Regions from separate parts of the Zea mays genome. Here regions 1 and 3 are each linked to region 2. A link is a contact called in public Hi-C data. All regions are on one chromosome and are shown on one strand. Each heading gives the region's core, a stretch centred on a gene start, on an enhancer-like site or on the middle of the called end of the contact. The rest is flanking DNA. Distances are from core to core; before and after follow the strand shown.

Region 1 (3,866 bases), core at 398-2,897, 150 kb before region 2:
AAACATCATATAGTCGGTTAGACTATATTTTAGTGAGGAGAATCAAATACCCTCTAAGTTCTTCCGGAAAGAAAACAAATTCTTCGAAGATTCTACCTATGGTCGTTATATTATATATATAGTATTGCCTCTCTCTGCCGTGGAACGGGTCGACGCATGCATGGGAATGGGAGATCCTCCTCGTGATCTCCGACAGGTGGGATCGAAGCCGTGTATAAATTACGCCCAACAAGCCGCCGCCCGCCCGTTCCAGTTGGGTGGTGGGTGGGTCGGATTCTTCGTCTGCATCTCAATCAGCCAATCTAGCTCGTGCGCTGAGAAGTCTTCATTCATCTCAAGCCAATCCGGACTAGGCCAGGATGTCTGGGCAAGTGAGCCTACTGCATGGGGCATGGCTACTTGTCTTGTTGACTCGTCCGATCGATGGATACCCCGCCCCCAGCTACTGGAGCTGGTTTTTCTGCTTGCCGCCGGATCCTGGCGAGGCGACGACGTAGTACTACTCATCTTTGTCCGTTGCGCGTGGACACACTCGATCGGGGGCTAGCCTACTACTAGCCTAGGGCCGCAGCAATCGACACACGAGATACCTACGCCGCTACGCGTGCCTGCTCGCGACCGGTGATATGCCCTGCGCTCGCCGCCACACATGCCATCTGGGAGCTGGTCGGCCGGAGAGGCCCGGAGTTGAACCCAGGGGCCTTGTTTGAAACGGACGTACTAATACTAGACTAGCACAGTTTCCGTTGCATTAATTGATGCATTATTGAATCAATCTTTCAACTTCTAAGTTACTATCCTTTAGGGCATGTACAGTGGTGTTTAATGTGGGGGCTCTTAAGGTGTTTTAGGGGGTTATTTGCAAAAAAATCTTAGAGCCGTCTCTCCGTGAAGAGACGCATCTGGCTCGTAAACCAAGTAACAACAGACGCCTCACTTCCCACTGTACGAATTTGTCGTCTGTTCTATCGATCTGATGCTATACAAATACATTTAATTCTGTATTTATTAACAGACTACGTTTAGAGACACTCCATTGTACAATAGAGTCTCTTAGTTCTCTCCTGTGCTTGGAGAACCGTTTTGGTGTCTCTCCACTGTACATGCCCTTATATCCTTAGAGTAAGTTTAATAATAGAGCTTGTTGTTGGCTCTAACTTTTTTACCATGTCATTTATTGTCAATAATAATCACACTCATATAATAAAATTGATTCTAAGCTTGGCTCTTAGATGAATCCCTTGTCACTTTCTTTTTCATCCTTTTATCTTAAAGCTCATGTATCACCTAGCTCTTACATTAGAGCCAACTCCCTCTACCTTTTGATGTCTCTCTTCCACGTAAGAAAAAGAAAAAAATGTCATGTAAGTAGGTTTAGAGCTCATTATTGTACTTGCTCTTAGAACAGAGGAACTAATTAATAAGCTTTGTTAACCCATGCATGAATGAATGAATGAATGGTCGATGGAGTGTAGCTTATCCGAAGTGAAGAGTTCCAAACCTGAATGGAAACTGAAAAGCAGCTCTCCTAGTCCTACACACAGTTTCAGTCCCACGTTGACCCGGCCCGTGGAGGACCGGGGCTTATATAAAGCGCGCCCACCAGCTGCTAGAGCTGGCACACGAGCTAGATCAGCGGCCTGGAGCTGCTGGAGAGAGAGAGAGAGAGAGAGAGAGAGAGAGAGAGAGAGGTCAGGTCACCCCATGGCGGAGAGGCTGGAGGCGGGCGCTGGCGACGACGATGAGTACACGCAGGACGGCACGGTGGACCTCCACGGGAACCCGGTGCTCCGGTCCAAGCGGGGAGGGTGGAAAGCATGCGGCTTCGTTGTAGGTACGTACGTACGTACGTACGGGAAATCATACTACCGGCCGGATTATCGGCTTCGTCGTTGTAGTTGTAGGCAGCAGACTCTGTTTTATTTTCCACTAATCAAACCGGCCGGGCTGGGTGTCTGGGGTACGTAAACACGCACTAGACAGGCTAACATGATGCCGTAGATAGATAGCAGTAGCACAAGCTGCTAGCTTGCAGATTAATTAGTAGCTCTGGAGGCCCCAGACGGGTTTGTACTTTGTAGGAACAGGATCCATGGCGGTAGGCAGGCAGTCAGGCTGAAGCCTGCCAATCACAGTCAGCCATGTGGTTGGCTTTGGATCCAGAGCGCTAGCTGCTGTGCTGCCCATCGGACCGTCACCCCGGCCGCATTCTCTGCGGTAGTACCAGTCGACCTCCGTCGAGCGGCCGCGCCCAAGCGCGAGACACGCCATGTACGTGAGCATGAGAGCTGTTTCTCCATGGATGATGGACGGAGGATGCTGAGCCAGAGTAGCATCACAGAAGGCCTATGCGCGCTGGGACACTGGGAGTGTCTGTCTGTCTGTCTGTCTCCGTGCAAGCTGAGCTGAGGCAATGCGTACTACTAGTGCTACTATAGTACTAATAGTATAGCATTCTTTTTGGGGACGCTAGATGCATCTTGAGCGAAATATATCTTTAATATAAATATTTATGTATAAAGAAATGAGATATAGAGTACGCCCCAAAGAGGTAAATAACAAATACAGGAGATAATATTTTTTTAGTGGGGACAATGAAAAAGGGATATATAAAGAAAAGCTGCTGAAGATAGTGAGAACCAAGGGATTCTCAAAGTACGCTTGCTAGCAGCTTGCCCCCCACAAAGCTATCTTCAGCAGGCCGTGTAAATGGATGTACAAAGTAATGTCTTTCATTATAAACTGTAATGTTTGTAGAGTAAAGTTTGAAATAAAAAGTAAGATTGAGAATGGGATGAGAAGTCTGTTAGAGATAGTCTAAAAGTTGTGTCCACGCACGAGGAAAGAAAAAAGAAAACGACGCCCTTGTTTTTGGAACTGGGGAAGCAAACAAACACCAGTAAACTCCCACCCTCCCACCTAAGGCCAGGCTGGTTCTTAACCATGCTGTTGCTGACGAAAAGCACAGGTAACTGCTAGTGCTGGGGAAGAAATTTGGGGGATGCTTGCCCCTGCCACCAAGCGTTTGGAACTATTAGACTTGTACCGATCGAGGCTTTCGCACGCTAGCTTCCACCCAGATTTCGGCTCGGTGTTGTGCTCCCTCGTGACAACGAAGGGCACGCGCCGTGTTCTGTTTGTCCGTTTCAGATTATCTCAGACGTACGTATGGATCATGGATGTCGCGTGTGCCTCTGTCATAGGGTAGCTTGCCATTTACATACATACATGCAGATGCAGTTTATCTTTTAACAATTGTAAGGCTGGGCCACACACGGCCAACTTGTTCAGAGATTTCGGCCAACTTGTTCAGAGATTTTGTCGTCGGATTTAGAGAGTAGTATGCAGTCTCTTTTGCTTTGGCATGCCGTCCCTTTCGGATGTGTCTGTCTCGTCAAGTTGGGCTCCTGGTTCGCCGATACTTTTCTGGCTCCGTTCAGTATCAAATGCAAACCAGGAGGGAAGAGAGAAAGATAGATAGATAGATAAATATAATAAACTAGTTAGTTAATTAAAATCCAGATCCTCAACATAATATCTGATTTTTTTTTTGGAATCGTTCGTGTGCACGAAGTGTACGAGGTGTTCGAGCGGATGGCGTACTACGGCATCTCGTCGAACCTGGTGCTGTACCTGACGACGAAGCTGCACCAGGGCGTGGTGCCGTCGGCGAACAACGTCACCAACTGGGTCGGCACCGTCTGGATGACGCCCATCATCGGCGCCTACATCGCCGACACGCACCTCGGCCGCTACCGGACCTTCATGGTCGCCTCCGTCATCTACCTCACCGTGAGTCGCCGCCGCCGCCCCCACGTCGGCGTTCTGTCTGTCTCCGTCTCAGCATTCATGTCCGCTATGCTTCT
Region 2 (4,041 bases), core at 520-3,019:
TGCTACTCCACATTTTAGCTACTTATTGACTAGACGTTCTAGTAGTAAGCCGCTAAAGGATCAAGCATTCCAACCCGGATAAATACTGATTTAAGCAGCAAATGGGCAATCTTCAAAATGCTGAGAGCAACCAGAGAGACTGGAATGACAAATCAATACATAGACTGCCCAGATGCACTGGTTCATTTCGCACACTCAAAATGCCTCTCTTTACTGAGCAACCCTGGGCTGCACACTGCCATAGCCAGTGCCATAAGTTGACTGTCCTTCAGCACCTCCATTGACCGAACCGCCAAATCCACCACCTTGCGAAGGATCACTCCAAGCACTTGAATAGCCAGAGTTGGCACCACCACTTCCATAGCCTGCATTGTATCCAGATGATCCACCAGTAGCAGGATTGCCAGCACTATCAATACGTGCTCCATAAGCCCCATATCCTCCGTGACTAGCGTATGATGGATCCCCTCCATATCCACCATACCCATAGCCCTGGCTTCCATAGCCTGCAGGTCCACCAGGGGCTTGACTATTCAGAGCATTGCCGCCACCAGAAGAGTTGTTCCAAGCACTATACCCAGCACTGCCACCATACCCTCCAGTTCCATATGCAGATGGAGCTTGACTGCCCCAAGGTCCTCTATTTGAGCCTGGATGTCCACCTTGGTAACCAGAACCAGCTGCACCTGGGTTTCCATAATGTCCACCATAAGCAGCAGGAACACCCCCATACCCTCCAGCCCCATAATTTCCATATCCAACTGCAGGGTTAGCACCATATCCATATCCAGCTGCCCCAGCACCATAGCCTCCTGCACCGTAGCCAGGATAGCCACCACCACCACTACCCTGTTGTGTCTGCCCGTACCTGCCACCATCACTTCTACCATCATAGCTACCAGAGCTGGTGTTATGGCCATTGTTGCTCTGATAACCCCCACCTCCCCCAGAACGACCACCACCAGAGCCGCCAGGATTCGCCTCACGGGGCAATGCGCGCTTCACCTCAACCAGCTTCCCACCAAGATCATGGAAGGTCTTCTGCAGCACGCGGTCAACCGCGTCCTCCGAATCAAAGGTGATGAACCCGAAACCACGTGGGCGCTGTGTGTTCTGGTCATACATGACAACTACGTCAGTAACTATGCCAAAGGTCTCGAAGTACTGCCGGAACCCATCCTCAGTCAGAGTAGAGGGCAGCCCGCCCACAAAGATCTTCTTCGTCCGAGCACCACTTGCATCGCTGCCGCCACCGCCGCCTCCTCCGCCACCGGAGTTCCTTCCACCGCTAGGGTTCGCGGCCTTGGAGGCCTGCTGCTCCTCCCGCGAGAGTGCCCGCTTCACATCGACCTGGGGCAATAAAAGTACCGCAAACCGAGAGAAATCCTGGTCAAGCCCGGACGGTGGGGCAGATGAGAAGACGACCAAAGCGAATATTCGGCGCTGGTTTGCGAATATTCGACCTAGGGTTTCGCGTCGGCGAAGAGGTGGGGTTGCCATACCGTGCGGCCGTCGAGGGTGTGGGGGTCCTGCAGCGCTCTGTCGACGGCGGCGGGATCCGCGAAGACGACGAACCCGAAGCCGCGGGGGCGGCCGGTGATCTTGTCGCGCATGACGGCGGCCTGCGTTACCTCGCCGTAGGCGGAGAAGTGCTCGCTCAGCTTCTCCTCCGTCGTTTCCCAGGAGATGCCGCCGATGAAAAGCTTGCCCTGGTCCGACTCCATCTCTACTCCTCCGCCTCGCGCTCGCCTGCTGGTGCGATGGGGGAGAGAGGGGGAGAGAGGAATAGAGCGGATTTGAGGCTTCCGGGGTGCCGATTTGGGTCTGTGGGCGGTAGGTTGGTTTGAGTGGGATATTTCATGTCCGGCGCGTGGTGGGGGACCGGAAGGAGCCGCAGCACGGAGGGCTGGAGGGTTTTCGTGGGCTTTTTGGGGCTGATTTGGAAACTAGCTCTTCGGGTTGCGGAGTTTGCAAAAGTTTTTACATGATCAGATTCCGAATTTTGGAGGGGCGTAGGCTTTTTAGAGTTGTTTGGCACCAACGTTCCCTAAAGCCTGCTTGCGACGAATATAATTTTAGGTACTCTTTAGGAAAAGGATGAAAGATTGTAGGATTGTTTTGAGGTCGGTATGCCACCTAAAACGACTTTAGATGATGTAGAGTCGAAAAGAATTGAAGATTGAGGTTGAAAAACTATAAGAGCAACTCCAGTGGTTCTCTAAAAGACTTCCTAAATCAATAATTTAGGTAGTTAACATGAAAACTATTCTCCAACAGTTCTCTAAATGAACTTTCTAAATTTAACAACTTATCATCTAACCGCATTTTCTCTCTACATTTGGCAACCATTTAACAACTCCCTAAACAAAAATGTTGACTGCATTATATAGTTTTTGTGACTTATTTTTTATGTGGATAAATACAAAACAAAATTACAACCTATATTTAGAGAACTATTGGAGAACTCACATTTTTTTACTCCAAAAGCTATTTACCAACTTCTTAAATATGTGATTTAGAGAGCTAAAATTTACATAACTATTGGAGTTGCTCTAACTAAGTTATAAGTATCATAAGGCTAATACTGTCGGGGACCATAATTAGGGGTACCCTCAAGACTCCTAATTCTCAGCTGGTAACCCCCATCAGCATAAAGTTGCAAAGGCCTGATGGGTGCGATTAAGTCAGGGATCAGTCCATTCGAGCGACTCGATCATGTCTCGCCCGAGTCTAGCCTCGGACAAGAGCAGCCGACCCCGGAGGATTTCCGTCTCGCCCGAGGCCCCCCTCCAACGGCGGACACATCTCCGGCTCGCCCGATGCCCTGCCTTCGCGAAGAAGCAACCCTGACTAAATCGCCGCACCGATCGATCGGATCGCAGGAGCATTTAACGCAAAGGTGGCCTGACACCTTTATCCTAACACGCGCCCCCCGGCAGAGCCGAAGTGACCGCCGTCACTTCGCCGCTCCACTGACCGGCCTGACAAAAGGACAGCGCCGCCTGCGCCACTCCGACTGCAGTGCCACTTGACAGAGTGAAACTGACAGGCAGTCAGGCCCTGCCAAAGGCACCATAGGAAGCTCCGCTCCGCCCGACCCAGGGCTCGGACTCGGGCTAGGACCCGGAAGACGGCGAACTCCGCTCCGCCCGACCCCAGGGCTCGGACTCGGGCTAAGTCCCAGAAGACGGCGAACTCCGCTCCGCCCGACCCCAGGGCTCGGACTCGGGCTAGGTCCCGGAAGACGGCGAACTCCGCTCCGCCCGACCCCAGGGCTCGGACTCGGGCTAGGTCCCGGAAGACGGCGAACTCCGCTCCGCCCGACCCTAGGGCTCGGACTCGGGCTAGGTCCCGGAAGACGGCGAACTCCGCTCCGCCCGACCCCAGGGCTCGGACTCGGGCTCAGCCCCAGAAGACGACGAACTCCGCTTCGCCCGACCCCAGGGCTCGGACTCCGCCCTGGCCTCTACCGAACGACCTCCGCCTCGCCCGACCCAGGGGCTCGGACTCGGCCTCGGCCACGGAAGACAGACTCGACCTCGGCTTCGGAGGAGCCTCCACGTCGCCCAACCTAGGGCGCAAGCCAGCCACGTCAACAGGAAGCGCCATCATCACCCTACCCCGAGCTGACTCGGGCCGCAGAGAACAAGACCGGTGTCCCATCTGGCTAGCTCCGCCAAATAGGCAATGATGGCGCCCCGCAAGCTCTGTGACGACGGCGGCTCTCAGCTCTCTTACGGAAGCAGGAGGACGTCAGCAAGGACTCCGCTCCGACAGCTGTCCCTCCGCCAGGCTCCGTCGCTCCTCCGACGGCCACGATATCACACCAGCTGGGTGCCAAGATCTCTCCGGCTGCCACATCGGCATGTACTTAGGGCGCTAGCTCTCCCCCGCTAGACACGTAGCACTCTACTACACCCCCATTGTACACCTGGATCCTCTCCTTATGCCTATAAAAGGAAGGACCAGGGCCCTCTTAGAGAGGGTTGGCCGCGCGGGGACGAGGACGGGACAGGCGCTCTCTTGGGGCCGCTCGCTTCC
Region 3 (3,719 bases), core at 311-2,810, 220 kb before region 2:
GTAGGGGGTTTGGGTATTCAGAATATAGACGTCCAAAATAAGTGTCTGCTAAGTAAATGGTTGTTTAAATTGTTGAATGAGGATGGTTTGTGGCAAACTTTGCTCAGAAAAAAAACCCTAGGTAGATACACGCTCACAAAAGTAACCTCGAAACCAGGTGACTCCCATTTCTGGGCAGGTTTGATGAAAGTGAGGACACCTTCATAAATTTAGATTCTTTTATCTTGAAAAAGGGACTCAGATTAGGTTTTGGGAGGACAGCTGGTTGGCTAATGACCCAATATCCATCGTTGTATAATATAGTGCGCAAAAGGGTGCTACAGTAGCGTCGGTTTTCGAAACGGTTCCGCTTAATGTTTCTTTTCAGAGAGCGTTGGTGGGTGAAAACCTGAGGTTATGACACCTGTTGGTTCTCATAGTAGCTCAGGTTGAGCTATGTGGGGAGAATGACATGTTCAAATGGGATTTATCTGTGACGGGTCATTTCTCTGTCAGATCAATGTATAGAGCACTCCTTAACAATAATCATGTGACTTATAATAAGACTTGATGGTCTTTGAAGGTACCACTGAAGATAAAGATCTTTATGTGGTATTTAATTAGAGGGGTGGTTTTAACAAAAATAATCTTCTGAGGCGTAACTGACATGGAGATAGAAAGTGTGCCTTTTGTCACTCGGATGAATCAATTCAACACTTGTTTTACCAAGATCAGTTAGACACGCTTTTGGGAATTGGCGTTTTCGGATGCCTTCGAAAACTAAACACTTGATTATTTCAGGTGTTGCGGCTATTTGAATAATTAGGAATGATTTAGTTTTTGACAAAAAAACCCATGTTAACCTACTTGAAGGTACTCTTTGGGGCGACACATTGGTTTAGGACGTGGGCTGATCTTCATAAACAAGAAGAGGGTATCCTAATAAAGGAAGCTTGCCGACGGTTAGAGTGCACTGCTCTACAGATTTTTGCGCAACATGGATGGAAGTTTACAAATCAAATTGCTTCGTAGTTTTGTCTATGGATTGTGTGTCTTTTTCTAGTTATGAAACCGTGGTCTTTTATGGTGTATTTCAGGAGGTTTGTCCCTCCATATGTGGCTAGTCGTGTGATTACTCCATATAAAAACTTCCTGTGTGTTGGCTAATCCTTTGAGTGAGGTGAAGCTGGACTGGTATCCATTATAAATAAAACTAATTTGTGCATATGAAATGAATTGGTTTTAGGTCTCTTTTTTCCCTAGGTACTTCTCACAAAACCCCCTTCCTAAATCCATTTCCTTCTCGCTTTACGTTTCCTTCCTGGTCTTGTGCTATGGGATCACCCATGCTCTCGTGCAGATTTGTGCTGGCGTGTACTTCATTCTTGTCTAGCAGTCGGACCGTTGCTCTCAGTCGCCACCGTGTTCCTGCCGGCCATTTCACCGCTAGTAGTCCTAATGCACGATGTGTGCTCCAGATTCCACGATGACCGCGAGTCCGTGGTCGTCGTCGTCAACCACGTCGCACTTGTTACTTAATCACACAAGTGGGAGTGGCCGCCGATCGAACTGAAAACTAACAACAAAAGATCCCCGCACCGCTAGGCTCAAACCCAGAGCTAGCTAGCCTAGCCATGGCAGAGCACGCAAGAGGCTCCCAAATCCTTCTCATTTACCTCTGCCTCCTCCTACTATCCTCCTCGGCGCACCTGGTGACGAGCATGGACCTTGACAGCTACGACGACTACGACAACTTCTCCGATGAGTTGGTGGCACCGGCAGACTACGACGACGAGAGCTTCTCCGACGAGGCGGTAGCGGCACCAGCACGGCGCCGCCTGTACGACATCAGCCTCAACGCCTCCTCCTCCAACAGGTCCGGCGCAGCCTTCTGCAGGCTGCTGTTCCTGCAGATACTGGACCTGTCCAACAACAAGCTCACGGGAGAGCTGCCGGATTGCCTGTGGGAGATGCAGGCGCTGCAGTTCATGGACCTGTCGAACAACTCCTTCTCGGGCAAGATCCCCGAAGCTCCACCGTCCCACAACTGTTCGCTAGCATCACTCCACCTCGCCGGCAACAGCTTCACCGGAGAGTTCCCGACCGTCGTCGGGGGTTGCCAGGAGCTGGCCACCGTAGACATCGGCAACAACAGGTTCTACGGCGACATCCCTCGCTGGATCGGGACCTTCGTTCCGGCGCTGAAGATCCTTAGGCTCAGCTCGAACAACTTCAGCGGCCAGATCCCTCCGGAGCTGTCGCAGCTCTCGCAGCTCCAGCTGCTGGACCTGGCCCACAACGGACTGACGGGGCTGATCCCGAGAGAGCTGGGAGACCTGGCTTCCATGAAGCACCCCAAGATCAACTCCAGCACAGGATCGCTGGACGGGTCCATCTACCAGGATCGGATCGACATCATCTGGAAGGGGCAGGATTTCACGTTCCAGAGGATACTGGAGCTGATGACGGGCATCGATCTGTCGGGCAACTCCCTCTCGCATTGCATCCCTGACGAGCTCACCAATCTCCAAGGCCTCCGGTTTCTGAACCTGTCGAGAAACCGTCTGTCGTGTGGAATTCCTAGCAGCATCGGAAGCTTGAACGTTCTCGAGTCACTTGACCTCTCGATGAACGAACTGTCAGGAGCCATTCCTCCAGGGCTGAGCAATATGCTGTCCCTCAACAATCTGAATCTCTCGAGCAACAACTTGTCGGGCACGATACCCACTGGGAGCCAGCTCCAGACCCTCACTGACCCATCGATCTACAGCAACAATCCCGGGCTCTGTGGACCTCCTCTCAACCCTTGCCAAGACACGTCACGTGTTCATGAAGGAGATGTCGGAGGATACCGGGACGGGGACCCATGGCTGTACTACTGTGTGATCGCTGGAGTCGTTTCTGGGTTCTGGCTGTGGTACGGGATGCTCTTCTCCGTTGCGAGGTTGAGGTGCTCTGTTTTCTTCTTTGCTGATCGCGTACAGTACAGAGTTATGCAGAAGATGCGGCCTTTCAATCATTTTGTTTCGAAAGAGAAGAGCGATCCATCGTCTGTGCCTATGTTTTCTACAAGTGATACAAGCTGAAGAATGGACTACTGATATCTTCTCTTTTTTTCCCCTCTGCCCTAGTGCAGCAGGAGATTTGCTGTCTTTCTTTGTACGCTTTAAGATGTACTGTAATGCTGAGAGGAGGCCAGAAGGATTATAGTCAACTGTTGTATAGCAATTTCAGTAAAAAAAACATTATATTTTTAAGGAGATCTACTGTCTTTCTTTGTGTGCCTTTCTGATATGAATATGATATGTTTAAGAAGTTCTTAGTTTTTTTTGGTAGTTTATTCATTTCTACTACTGTTATAAAAAGAATTTGTATATGAAATTATTTTTAAGAAGTGGCATAGGTATACCCGTCACCCATTGAGGGGAAACCACCACCTTAAAAAACCGAAACTTATATATGCTGGGAGCTGCACTTCCATCATCAAAAAGATTCAGAGAGAGAACTAAGAACTTATCATGCACAGCAGAAAATGGTATGGAAAGTAAAGTGACACTAAGAGCACCTTGAACAATGTGCCATATAAAATGCCCTATATTTTAAAAGCGAGAATGTTTTGAAAATTTTAGGGCACCACAAAACAGTAAACTCCAACAATAAAGCCCCAAATCAAACCATTAACCGAAATCTGGTAACTTCTGCCCGCCATTGTCATATTCCTGTGCGCCACTATCTTCTTT

The links. A called contact is a pair of places that touch in the nucleus more often than the background predicts.
Region 1: a contact with region 2 is called in a Hi-C map of ear, with 3 times the contacts expected there. The contact joins the promoter of LOC100192842 here to the promoter of LOC100280293 in region 2. A contact is called at or near these places in 6 of 25 Hi-C or Micro-C datasets (ear, endosperm, leaf and 1 more).
Region 3: a Hi-C map of leaf shows a contact between it and region 2, with 4 times the contacts expected there. The contact joins the promoter of LOC100278556 here to the promoter of LOC100280293 in region 2. A contact is called at or near these places in 6 of 25 Hi-C or Micro-C datasets (ear, endosperm, leaf and 1 more).

Annotation. Positions count from the first base shown.
Region 1 is chr5:31,420,251-31,424,116 of Zm-B73-REFERENCE-NAM-5.0, reverse strand. LOC100192842 (Protein NRT1/ PTR FAMILY 5.2) reads left to right here and starts at 1,647. Exons shown (of 3, transcript NM_001138032.1): 1 at 1,647-1,834; 2 at 3,575-3,792. The coding sequence starts at 1,705.
Region 2 is chr5:31,274,834-31,278,874 of Zm-B73-REFERENCE-NAM-5.0, reverse strand. It overlaps LOC100280293, which reads right to left and starts at 1,769. Exons shown (of 3, transcript NR_158746.1): 1 at 1,503-1,769; 2 at 75-1,350.
Region 3 is chr5:31,498,750-31,502,468 of Zm-B73-REFERENCE-NAM-5.0, reverse strand. It overlaps LOC100278556 (Leucine Rich Repeat family protein expressed), which reads left to right and starts at 1,560. Exons shown (of 1, transcript NM_001151794.2): 1 at 1,560-3,234. The coding sequence starts at 1,614. The coding sequence ends at 3,065.